Regions from separate parts of the Hordeum vulgare genome. Here region 1 is linked to region 2. Evidence: chromatin contacts called from public Hi-C data. All regions are on one chromosome and are shown on one strand. The core of a region is the stretch at or near the end of the contact, and the rest is flanking DNA. Distances in the headings are between cores, read along the strand shown. Region 1 has its middle 140 kb from the start of LOC123449025. Region 2 has its middle 290 kb from the start of LOC123449024.

The links. A called contact is a pair of places that touch in the nucleus more often than the background predicts.
Region 1: a Hi-C map of leaf shows a contact between it and region 2, with 9 times the contacts expected there. The contact joins two enhancer-like sites. A contact is called at or near these places in 3 of 6 Hi-C or Micro-C datasets (leaf and seedling).

What each region holds. Positions count from the first base shown.
Region 1 is chr4H:477,305,843-477,311,634 of MorexV3_pseudomolecules_assembly, reverse strand. No RefSeq gene overlaps it. Among protein-coding and RNA genes, the nearest start is that of LOC123449025, 140 kb to the left of the region's middle. Within about 2 kb of position 3,139, at least 3 of the 3 cell types and tissues checked have open chromatin away from gene starts, as enhancers often do. A contact at or near this core is called in leaf and seedling, where this site is marked.
Region 2 is chr4H:477,135,453-477,141,218 of MorexV3_pseudomolecules_assembly, reverse strand. No RefSeq gene overlaps it. Among protein-coding and RNA genes, the nearest start is that of LOC123449024, 290 kb to the right of the region's middle. Within about 2 kb of position 4,123, at least 3 of the 3 cell types and tissues checked have open chromatin away from gene starts, as enhancers often do. A contact at or near this core is called in leaf and seedling, where this site is marked.

The DNA of each region.
Region 1 (5,792 bases), core at 1,890-4,389, 170 kb before region 2:
CTCAAAAAATCAGAGGAAGAGAGCTCTTCGAGAACTCGACCATATGTTCCAGGTGGCAACAACGAACTCATGGACGAATACACCGATAACTTTCGGCGAGGAAGACTAACTGGGAATGCGGTCCAGCCGAACACCTTCCGCTTTGCTCCTCAACCCCATTATAGACGGCTTTAAGATGTGCAAAGTACTAATGGACGGCGGCAACGGCTTAAACCTCATCAATGAGGATACTTTGGATAAAATGCAGTTCGATAGGTCTCACGTCGAACAAAGCCACATGACCTTTCGAGGGATTATCCCCGAAAGAGAGGTTCAATGCACATGACGAGTTTATCTCGACGTGGTATTCCGTACCCATGAGAACTAGAGATCCGAAGAACTTGTATTCAACATTGTACCCTTTCATAAGGGTTATCACGCTCTTTTGGGACGTGAGGCCTTCACCAAATTCCATGTCATACCGCATTACAACTTAGGACTTTGTTTTTAAATTCGTTAAAATTTTTGAACTCGTGAATAATTTTTGAAACACATGAACACTTCTTCAAATGTGAAAAATGACAATTTTTCTGAATTGGCAATCATGTTTATTAATTCATGAAATTTTATTAAATTCATGAATAAAAGTAAATTTCTTCATTTTCTAAATGTGGATCATTTTTCAAATTCATAAATAATTTAAATTTTGGGATCTTTTGCCTACTAGTGATATATTTTTTGAAATCTAGGAACATGTTCTACATTTGTGAATATTTTATATAATCGTATAACATATTCTTAAAACCATGAAAAGTTCTTGAAATCATAACAACTAAAGAGGCAAAAACAGAAAACCTAATAAATAGTATGAAAAAGAAAAGAAGAAAGAGAAAGGAAAAGAAAAGCTCAAGGTTGCGCATAGACCAGGCTGTAGGCCTCGAAGCTCTCATCCAGTTGGGCTCTTTGATGATTTGAGTACCCGAAGCATCGTGGTGGGAGCTTCTACCTCCTGCTCGTTGCAGGAGGGACGAGCTGCGGCGCAAACGGGCTCGCCCCAACAGGGCCGACCCAGCTTATTGTTTTCTCAAAAAATATATTGTTTTTTTCTGTTTCTTTTTCCCTTTTCTGCTTATTTCCTTTATTTTTTTCTTTTTTGGATAGGTTTTTTCTTTTTTTCGTTCCTTTCGTATTTGTAGCAAAAACATTTCTCAAATTTGAAGTAGAATTTTGAAAAATTGTGTACAAATTTAGAAATGCAAACAATTTTCTAAAGCATGAACTTTTTTTGAATCTTGAGAATAAAATTTTGCGAATAAGAATAATTTTGACAAAATCCAGAACAAATTAAAAATTGCGATCAAATTATTAAAGCACAAACATTTTTCGAATTTTGAGAATAAATTTTGAAACCGAGAACAATTTTGAAAAATCGTGAACAAATTTAGAAGCGCAAATAATTTTTTAAAGCAGGCTCATTTTTTGAATCTTGAGAACAAAGATTTGAAAAGGAGAACAATTTTCGAAAACCCCGAACAAATTTGAAAGGGCGAACAAATTTCTAAAGAACGAACAATTTTGTAATTTTGATAACAAATTTTGACACCGAGAACAATTTTAAAAAATCATGAACAATTTTTGAAAGCACGAACATTTTTTGAATCTTGAGAACAAATTTTGAACCATAGAACAATTTTGGAAACTCGAACAATTTTATAAAGTACGCACATATTTTGAATCTTGAGAACAACATTTTGAAATGGAGATTTTTTTTAAAAAACCCTGAATAAATTTGGAAGTGGGAATAATTTTTTAAAACACAAATAGTTTTTGAATATTGAGAACAATTTCTGAAACTGAGAACAATTTGAAAATTCTTGAACAAATTTGAAAGTGCGAACAATTTTCTGAAGCATGAATATTTTTTTAGTCTAGAACAAAGTTTAAAAAAACTCAAACAAATTTGATTAGGCGAACAATTTTTAGAAAAAATGAATATTTGTTGAATCTTAAGATCAAATTTTTGAAACCAAGAACAAATTTGAATCTTAAGAACAATTTTGAAAACAAGAACAATTTTTGGAAAATGTAGAACATTCCTTAAAATCGAGAATATTTTTTTGAAAATCCAAAAACATTTTTAAAAATCCAAAACATTTTGTGAAACTGAAAACAAAAAAAACAGATTATTTTTTAAAAAAATGGAAAAGAAAAAAAAACGGTTTTGGGAACTTTCTAGAAGCTTCCCAAAACCTGAAAAAATCGACTCGGAACCTCTAGAAGGTTTCCAAAACCGGGGCGTTCCAGCCCGCCAACCCCCTCCCACTCCCGCTCTATGCGAAACCCCGATACCGCTTCGCACGTAGTGGTGAATACGGTTTTTCCCACCGTAGTTGCCAGTTGAGGGGAACTCCTACCAGCCGCTCGCTGCCACAGGGGGGCGCTCACACGCAGAGGGGGCGCCCGACTGGCCCGGTCCAGTATTTTTATCTACAAAAATCGTATAATTTCCCTTTTTCCCTTTTTGTTTTCTGTTTCTTATTTGTTTTCTGCTCATTTTTTTTTGTTTTTTGGCTCGTTTTTCTTACCGTTTTTGTTTTTTTATCAAAACAAACAAACGTTTAATTTCTTAATATTTTTTGTAAACATGAATGTTTTTTAAATTAAAGAACAAATTTGAAAGCACGAACAATTTTTTAAAGCGCGAATATTTTTGAATTGTCAGAACAAATTTTAAAACCAAGAACAATTTTGAAAAGTACTGAACAGATTTGGGACCGTGAACAATCTTTCGAACAAAATTTTGAAAAAGGAAACAATTTTCGAAAATCCCGAATAAATTTTGAACAAATTTTGAAACCAAGAATAATTTTTTAAAGTATTTTTTGTTTAAACCCAAAGCATTTTTTGAAAACCAAAAACATTTTTTTGAAAATCCAAAATATTTTTTGAGACAGAAACAGAAAGAAAAAATTAATAAAAAAAATTAAAATAAAAATAAACGGTTGAGAGAACCTTCTAATTTTTTTCCAAAACCGAAAAAAACAGTCTGGAAAACTTCCCAAAACCGGGTGATTCAACCCAGCTAAATAGACCAGCCCATTTGAAATCGATCCCCTCCTGCTTTGTGCGAAGCCAGGACACCGTGTGAGGTCGCTCGAAGCTACTATATACCACTCTGTGCGACAGAATGTCGACCGCCTGCACATGCGGGTCTCCCGACTAAGACAGCCAATGTGACTAGCGTACAAAATAGAAACCATAGCTTAGTTCAAAAGACAAAACAGAAACAGAAGTTGTTGCACTTGAAAAAGAGAATGTACTCCAAAAGGAGTGAACCCGAAACCCGAGCCGTTTTTAAAATTCTGATGCAACACATTATTTTGAGAGAAAAAATGATTCTTGTATGAAACTGCGAACACTTTCAGAAATAGATAATAAAATTTGTAAAACCACAAACATTTCGAAAAATGCAAACAACTTTTGCAAATGGAACATATTTTTAACGCCCCCCGGCGCAATTTAAAAAAACAATTACATTGTTTTTGAAAACTGGACTTTTTTGAAATTGTAAAACAAATATTGGAGGCTTGAAAATTTTACAAAAAAAATGGGAACAATATTTAAAAATAAAAACAATTTTTGAAGCTTCCAATCAAAAGTTTAAAACATGAACAATTTCTAAAATTTGCAAACGTTTTTTTGAAATTACCAAACAAAATTTGGCGGATAAACATATTTTGGAAATTACGATAAATTTTTTCGAAACTCGTGAAGAAAATTTGAAAGTATGAACATTTTTGGAAAATTTATGAATGAATTTAGAAACGGAAACATTTTCCGAAACTCCAGAACAAAATATGAAAGCGCAAACATTTTTTGTACTTGTGAACATTTTTTGATAGGAGAACATTGAAAATGTAAGACCATTTTTCAAGTTTGTGAAAACAATAAACAAATCAGCTTTTGAAAATATGAATTTTTTTTGAATGGTTGAACGAATTTGAAATACTCAGGAACAGGAAAGAGAAGAAAAAGGAATTTTATAAATGAAATAGAAAAAATGAAATAAAAAGGGAGAAAAACAGAAAAAGAAAAAACCTAACAGAATAAATGGAAAAGAAATAGAAAGAGAAAAGAAACAGAAAAAAGCAATGACACCCGGATCAAGAACATTTAGAAAGTTTACAAAACCGGTTAGAGCATCTATTACCGAACTTTGTAAATTCAACCCCTCAAACGTTTGCGGAAGCACCGGTCAATGACCGGGCTTGACCGTTTTCAACCCCTATGTTTATATCTGTGCAGTTGCATCTTTCGTGATTTTTCTTATACGTCCGATCACTTGCATATGATTGATGAATAAGAAAAGGGAGAAAGAAATGAATAAAGAAAGAAAGAAAAAAGATGGTCCGGGATGGGCTGGCGCGCTACGTGACGGACTGATCGAACGTGCGCGGGCGCGTCCGCAAGTACTCATATTGTTTCCATATTTGAGATGAATATGAGGGATGCCGGTCAATCTAAACGTTTCATATGGGTATGAAGAAGTCGGTTCGATCGATTTTTTTATAACCGATCAGAGATCTAACGTGTCACCCGGACGTTTGAGCCGGGTTTAAGCGGTCCAGGTGTAGATGTCCTTAGAGCCTTCTAAAACGGTTCCAAACCGGACACTATAGTGACTGAGTCATCTTATAATTCGGTCATGGTCGCTCGTCGAATCAAGAACTTGAGATAACGGGACAAGCAAAAAACCACGCTCGCACGCGGTGTTGCCGTGTTGGAGGGATGTTGTGGGACAAGAAAAATAAACCATATACTCGTGGAGGTGGCGCAACGCAACAGTGATAATATCTTCGAGCTGTTTGCTGAAATGACGCGGCAGGACGAGCAAAAATCAATCCGCCAATGCTCCCGGAATACAAACAATGCATTATGCCATCATTATCAGGCACATGTACTGCGGTCTGCGAGAGCATACTACCATGCCCAAACGCTGACTTGCTGGCCTGAACATCAATTATCCCGCTTTCAATAGAGCAATACTCGTGTAGTTGTGTGGTACGCCAATCACACACCCGCGCACTGTTTGACACATGCTCATCAACATCCTGTGTGATGGATCCCTGTGCAGCGGGGTGCCACAAACCGCTCAAACTTTCGAGCAGGCGCTCGGTTAGTGATAAAAAAACCCGTAGAAGGACGTCTCACCGACCTCAAATGACGACTGAGTTGATCGGTATACCTCATATACAACCTAAATATAATGAGAAATATGAGAGGCCAGACGCGTCCACCTTATTGGATGCGGCCCACGTTGACCAACCCTCATTTTAAATATATTCTTTCCCATCCGATTGTTGAACTAAACCCTAACCACTCCACTTCACTCCCCTCCCCTCCGCCTTCAAGCTCATTTTCAGTGATCTCCCCTTTCTCCGGCATGGCGGGGTGCGGATCCGGGTCTTCCGTCACTGATCTACGAACCGCGACCTCATCCGAGTGAGGCCGGAGGGAGGAGATGCTCATTCGCTTGGCCGAGCACGTTCCCCATGCCAACACACCGGAGATCGACTGTGCAAAAATTCTAGAAGATAGTGTGACTAATTTTTGATGTTAAACGAGATGCTGGCTCAGATCGAGACTATGTACACTACAGGTGACCCATCCTCGATCTATGCCCAGATCGGTCTTGAGGCAGGACACGGGGAATTTTACGTCCCACCGACCATCCACTTGATAGCCACTATCGAAGACTTAACCGATATGCTGGAATCCTCGAAAGAAGTCGAGGCCATAAATGAAGATGTCGA
Region 2 (5,766 bases), core at 2,874-5,373:
GGCGACGGCGAGAGGGCATCCGGCTCGTACCTGTCGTCGTCTTCGTCTTCATCGTCGGCAGCCAGCACCGAGAACCGACCGCCTACCCGCCTGTGGCCGGAGGCGGTGACGGCCATCAGAGTTCCTCCCCTCCAGCAAATGGATGATCGGTTAGTTCTCTTCTATCGGTAGTAGTAGTATTCTTTTATAGCTAACTATTGTACAAGCTAGTTATAAGATAGGCTATAAGACTGCTTATAGCCAGCAGTTGGATGCTCTAAGGCAGCGGCGTGACGAGCGAGATCAATAATTCGTGTTGCACACTGCGACGATCTGGCGGGGACCAGCGTCACTCTATCCAATAAAAAAATACTTCACGTGTAATTTGCGTACGGCGTAGTCATATGCCTGAAGCCATTGCCCAATAACTGATGTCTATGAGATCTTCCACTGATCTCTGCCTTGCACCTTGAGGCATTGACAGGAAAATACGAAAGGTGCGGCCGAGACCAGAATACCACATCACACCAATGAGATGGTCTCTAGTTCTCTACAAAGACTTCAGTTGTGTCTCGTTCAACCCCCGCGTGGATGGTGCAGATACGAATCTTCGTGATGGGTCGCCATGCGAAAGTTGGAAACGGCAGAACAAGGAGACGCACAAGAACGGAACAATGCTCCTGTGATCTTTCACCAGATTATTTGGCATGTTCACGAGTTCATCTTCCAGACTTCAGAATAATTTCGAAAGGGAAGTCCAGGCTGTGCCGTGCAGTATTAGCTCCCGCCATGGTCCTGGATGACAGCATTCTCTTCGCCAATTAACAGCCGGAAGATATCCATCAAGGCTAATAATAGGGGACGAAAAGTCTTGCTTCAAAACAGCACGGAAAGAAGCAAACACCCATGCTAGCCCAGCGCTGCCTAAACTGCATCCAGCTGAAATGCTGAACGCCACTCAGAACACAGGCCACTATACCACCATCTCATCATCATCGGCCACCATCTATGCAATCCCTGCTGCAACTTTCAGATCAACGGCTTCACCACGTCTATCTTTTTTCCAAACCGGATCGCCATTCACTGCATGCATCCGTGCGGTGCGGGTGCCTTCTGGTGCAGCGGCAGTGCAGACACTGCGAGCCAGCTATTGGCCGTGTAACATCAGGGATGTTTGAATCTGGCAAAGTAACCAGTGTTCTTTCGACGCACAATCTCCGTGTTCTGACGCGCGACCAGTGCAGACATTGTCGTTTCCGGTGGAATCGAGGCTTGATGATGTGACGGTTAGTCGTCCGTGACGACAAAAAAATAAAACCCACTGTGCTGGGATTTAGAGACGCCACAGTGTCTGAAACTGAAAGCTGCGTATTTGACGCATTGACAGGGCCGTCACAAGGAGAAACCCCAAAATGCTGAAATCAGAAGGACCAATGGCACGATGGAGGCGTACTATAATGAAGAGAACTTCGTTTTCGAAAATAACATTGGGAGAGGGGTACTACATTAGCTAGTGGGCACTAAACAAAAAAAAACTGTCAGTTGCTTGATGAGACCTCTTGTTTATTCTCTACTGCTCCAAATGACACTTTGTTTATCAAGCTGTATATGTTGATGCAGTAGTGCAGAATAACTATGGCAGTCTGAACAGGAGTGGGGACGCCATTTTGTCCATAGGCAGTTTGTCTGAACTCCACAGGGACCCTTAAATAGTTTTTGCAATTCCAGTTCCCAAATACACCAAGCGAGCCTTCCCATCTTTAACATTGACCGCCCCTATAAACAAAGCAAAACGGAGGCATCGATCATACTCTATCACTGGCATAAACAAAATTAACTATAGCGTTATGTAGACGTCTTCTCGAGTGCCCTTGCATTCCATAGGTCAAGGTCGTGGTCAAATTATTGCAGCGTGTTAGTAGTAGAGTAGTTGCGTACGTACACACCGTGACACCAACCCAACCGCGGTTTACTGCTCTGCTCGGAATCAACGTTTAATATTTCCACTCGTCTCGCCTTCCTTGCTACGTACGTACTATTTCTGGTTTGACACTCGCCGACGATAGTTTTGTAGTAGCATTACATTTACATGGCGGCCGGAATCAGCACCCACACCTTGCACGAAACTTCATGTGTTCATACATGCTAGTCGAAACACATGGCCCAGCCTTCTCTGCTAGTAGGTGGTTAGCAGTAGTTGTTGGCAAGGCAACGCGCTGCGCGTGAGCCATTGGAACTGCGCGGAAGCATGCATGTTCTTTGCTCGATCAAAGAGGAGCGGGCAGTTGAAGTTGATCACAGTTCACACACACACACACACGTGCTTTTAAACATGTCTGACATTATCAATTTTCTCTGAAACCTAGACTGTTTCGCAGATTGTTCTGAGAGCCTGTTCTTGACCTCTTGAAAGAAAATTTTGATCTACTGGATTCACTGCAAGTCTGCAGCCCTACCCCTACCAGGGGATGGTTAGCCTTCCATGCAAATCACCAGCATAGCTCTCACGGAGCTGGAGAGCCCCATCCAACGCGCCTGCAAAATCAACAATTTCGGAACCAAAAGCCTCGCAGCGTGTTGCTTCCTTCCAAGCAGCAACAAATGGACAGCAGTACTGCCGGGCTCAATGAGTGCTGGACGACCTGGCACTGGCAGTCAGACACGCCTTAAGACGCCAATAAACAAGGCTATTATGCATTGCATGGCACGCTGCTGCTGCTACGTTCCTAGTAGAAAAACGGAGGCGAGTGATTAAGATACACAAATGGCCGCCAATGATTAGCCGGTCATCGCAGGCAGCAGGGCATCGGCCGCACGCCATCCATCCATCCGTAGCCCGATGTGCTGGCTCTGAATTATTGACCCGCGGGATGCTTCCATTCCCTGCGTCTTCAGTAATAATCAAACACAGGCCGATCTTATCCCTAATTCTCCCAATAATGCTGCCCGCGCGATAAGCATCCAAGCCGAACAAATTTCAAGACTCAAGAGGCTGCGCTCGCTCAAAACCAAGGAATGAATGAATTATAGATTAGCGCTTGCACCGGACGGACTGGGACGTGTTTGGACGTGCCGTTCCTGACATTGGCAGCCAGCATCTGGGAGCACGCGTGGGCCCGCGCCGAACGGGACGGGACGGGCCACTGCTCTGCTCGTGAGATCGATCGGGAGAGAGAACAGTATTGTCGTCGCTTCTGCTCGCTATCTAAAAGAAAAGGAAACACAAGAAAAAAAAGAGGAGGAGAAGGATTTGTTGTTATTACTCATGGCTTGGCTTGGCTTGGCCCGTTTGGGTCCTGCATTTGGTTAGCTAGTGCAGCAGTGCGGTGCCTGCCTGCCTGGCTGGCTGGCATGCATTGTGCATCGCAGCTCACTGGCAGCTGCGATGCAGAATTATTGGCTGGTGGCTCCGCTTGAATCGCACGCAGCCGTGCACTGCCGTTGTTATTCGTGGTACGTAGGGCGTACGAGTCCGTGCTACCGGACAAGGATGCTTGCGCTTTTGTTGCCTTCGGGTACGTGGTTTGGTTTCACTTGGCTTTGCCTATATAGGTTCCTTCCACGCGTGACACATCGCCCGCCCGCCCCGCCCTGCCTAATCTAATCTAATCTCATCTAATGTCATGAGCAATTGTAATGAAAATCCTAGTAGAAAAACTGAGCTTCCGTACTCTTCCGTCCAAAAGTGCCAAGATCACATGCTGATTAAGGCTCGCTCGCTGGCAGACAGAGTCAAAAGCCCGCTCCGCTCTGCTGGATCTTTTTTGATGATGCCGTGTCAAAATTCCCCCACAGATCGTCGTTCTTTTGCACGCGTCCTGATTTTTTTGATCTAACGACAGAACAACGACCTGTAATAAACGTAATAAAGTAGTGAAAGGCAGCGGAAGCACGATCTGTCCGTGCTGTAAAAAATTGCAGCGCCACAGTAGAGTACTGACATGTGGGACCGCGAAGAGATGGCGCGCGGCATGGGAGGCAAATGATGATTCATCTCGCGTGTCGGCGGGATCGTCTGGTGGGAGGGGGGAGATATTTCTCTTCCGCGAACGAACGAGCGCGGCCTTTTGGGAGGGCGAGGAGCAAAACTGTAGTACGAGGCATGCACGGACCATCCAAAATCGACCCGTCACGCTCGCTGATCCGATCAAAGGATGACGAAGCCGTGGACGGGGTTCATCACATGTGCTTAATTTATGGGCGTATGTGAGCGCGCACCGGGCGAAAGTCAGCAGCGCGGAGCGCGGCGAGTGGCAGGGGACCAGCGCCGCCCGCGGCCAACGGGTGGCGCAGGGCGCGCGGGCGTCGCGCAGCCACCCAACGCGGCACGCCATACGTACGTGCCGTTGCTGTCGGGGTTGTTTGATGTCAACTCTCCCGCGACCCTCTCCCTGCGGACACCACTCGACGGTCATTGCTCGCTGGCCTGCCTGGCCACGCCGTGCTGGTAATTCGGGTGAATACTCCCGCAGAATGCAGCGCCGCCGGCGCAGCGGCAGGCTACACGGACGCGGATTTGATGAACAGCAAATTCAGAAATATGTTAGAAATATCAAAAAAATATGGATTTATTTTTATAATACGCATAGTCAATTTGTATACTCGTGTATGAAGTTTCATGAAGAAATCACATCCGTGTTAAACTCAGCAAAAGAAAACGAAGTTGTATTAAAAACAATGTTTAATGAAATGTACGGTAAAAGAATCTACATCCGGAACCTGCTAATATGGGCCCTTCTACGCTCGCGGACGCCCGGAAGTGTTCGAATACACTGACCAGTCACATCTTAAATAATGCGTTTTACAACCGGGCATCTCAAATTTCATATCTTAAATTCATATAATTCGTGCAACTACTACATTAATCCATTACACACATCGTTCGACTACTCCATCACTATTAACATGCCGTCAGACTATTAAAATTTGGTATGTTTGGCTATGATGGAGATCATCCACGGGTGCCATTGCCCTTCCCACAGCTCTTGTCATCCTTCTCGTCGAAGTACCGATCGAAGATGCAGTACACATCGAGACGGATCTGCTCCTCGTCGGAGCTGTCCTTGTCGTCGCTCAACTCCTCCTCCTTCGATAGTAGTCCGACCATTTCACGGACCGCCCGATTTTGCTCTCGAGCGAAGACGCACGTGTACTGTCCTCGGAATGATCCCGACAATAGTACCATGGGTACGAACTAAGGGACGAAGTCTAGCTTGACACAGTGGATGCACTCGGATTTACGAGTTGAGGCCTTACTCGAAAGTGGTAATAGCCCTACGTCTCGAGCCCTGAGGGTGATGTTTTCTTATGGAGGGTGTAAAAGATTACAAGTGCTGAACCCTTGAGCCGGTGCCCGGGAGTGTCTTATATAGTGGTTGCCACGACCGGCCGAACACCATTACAAGACAATAAATGGTAATAAAGAAGGAAGTTACTAGAAACGACAGCTTTAACTCTTGGTGTTACTCGTAACGTGAATCTTCACTGCACTTCATGTGGTGGATTAAGTCCTTAGCCGTTGCCACCTCCTCAGTGCCTTCACCTTGTTGTAGTCCGAGTGGCATGCCTCATCCGACTGGCGCAAAGGGGGTCCGAGTGACTCCAGGCAGACCGAGTGGCGGTTGCTGAACCGAGTGAGGTCGAGGTTGTCTTGGCGACTTTAAGGACACTCATGTCCATAGAGGGGGTCCTAGATAGGCCCAAGGAAATAGGTCCGTAGGCCTACCCCTAATGTATAACCCATCAATAGCCCCCCATTTGGTTGAGGTTTTGCAGACCGAGTGAATG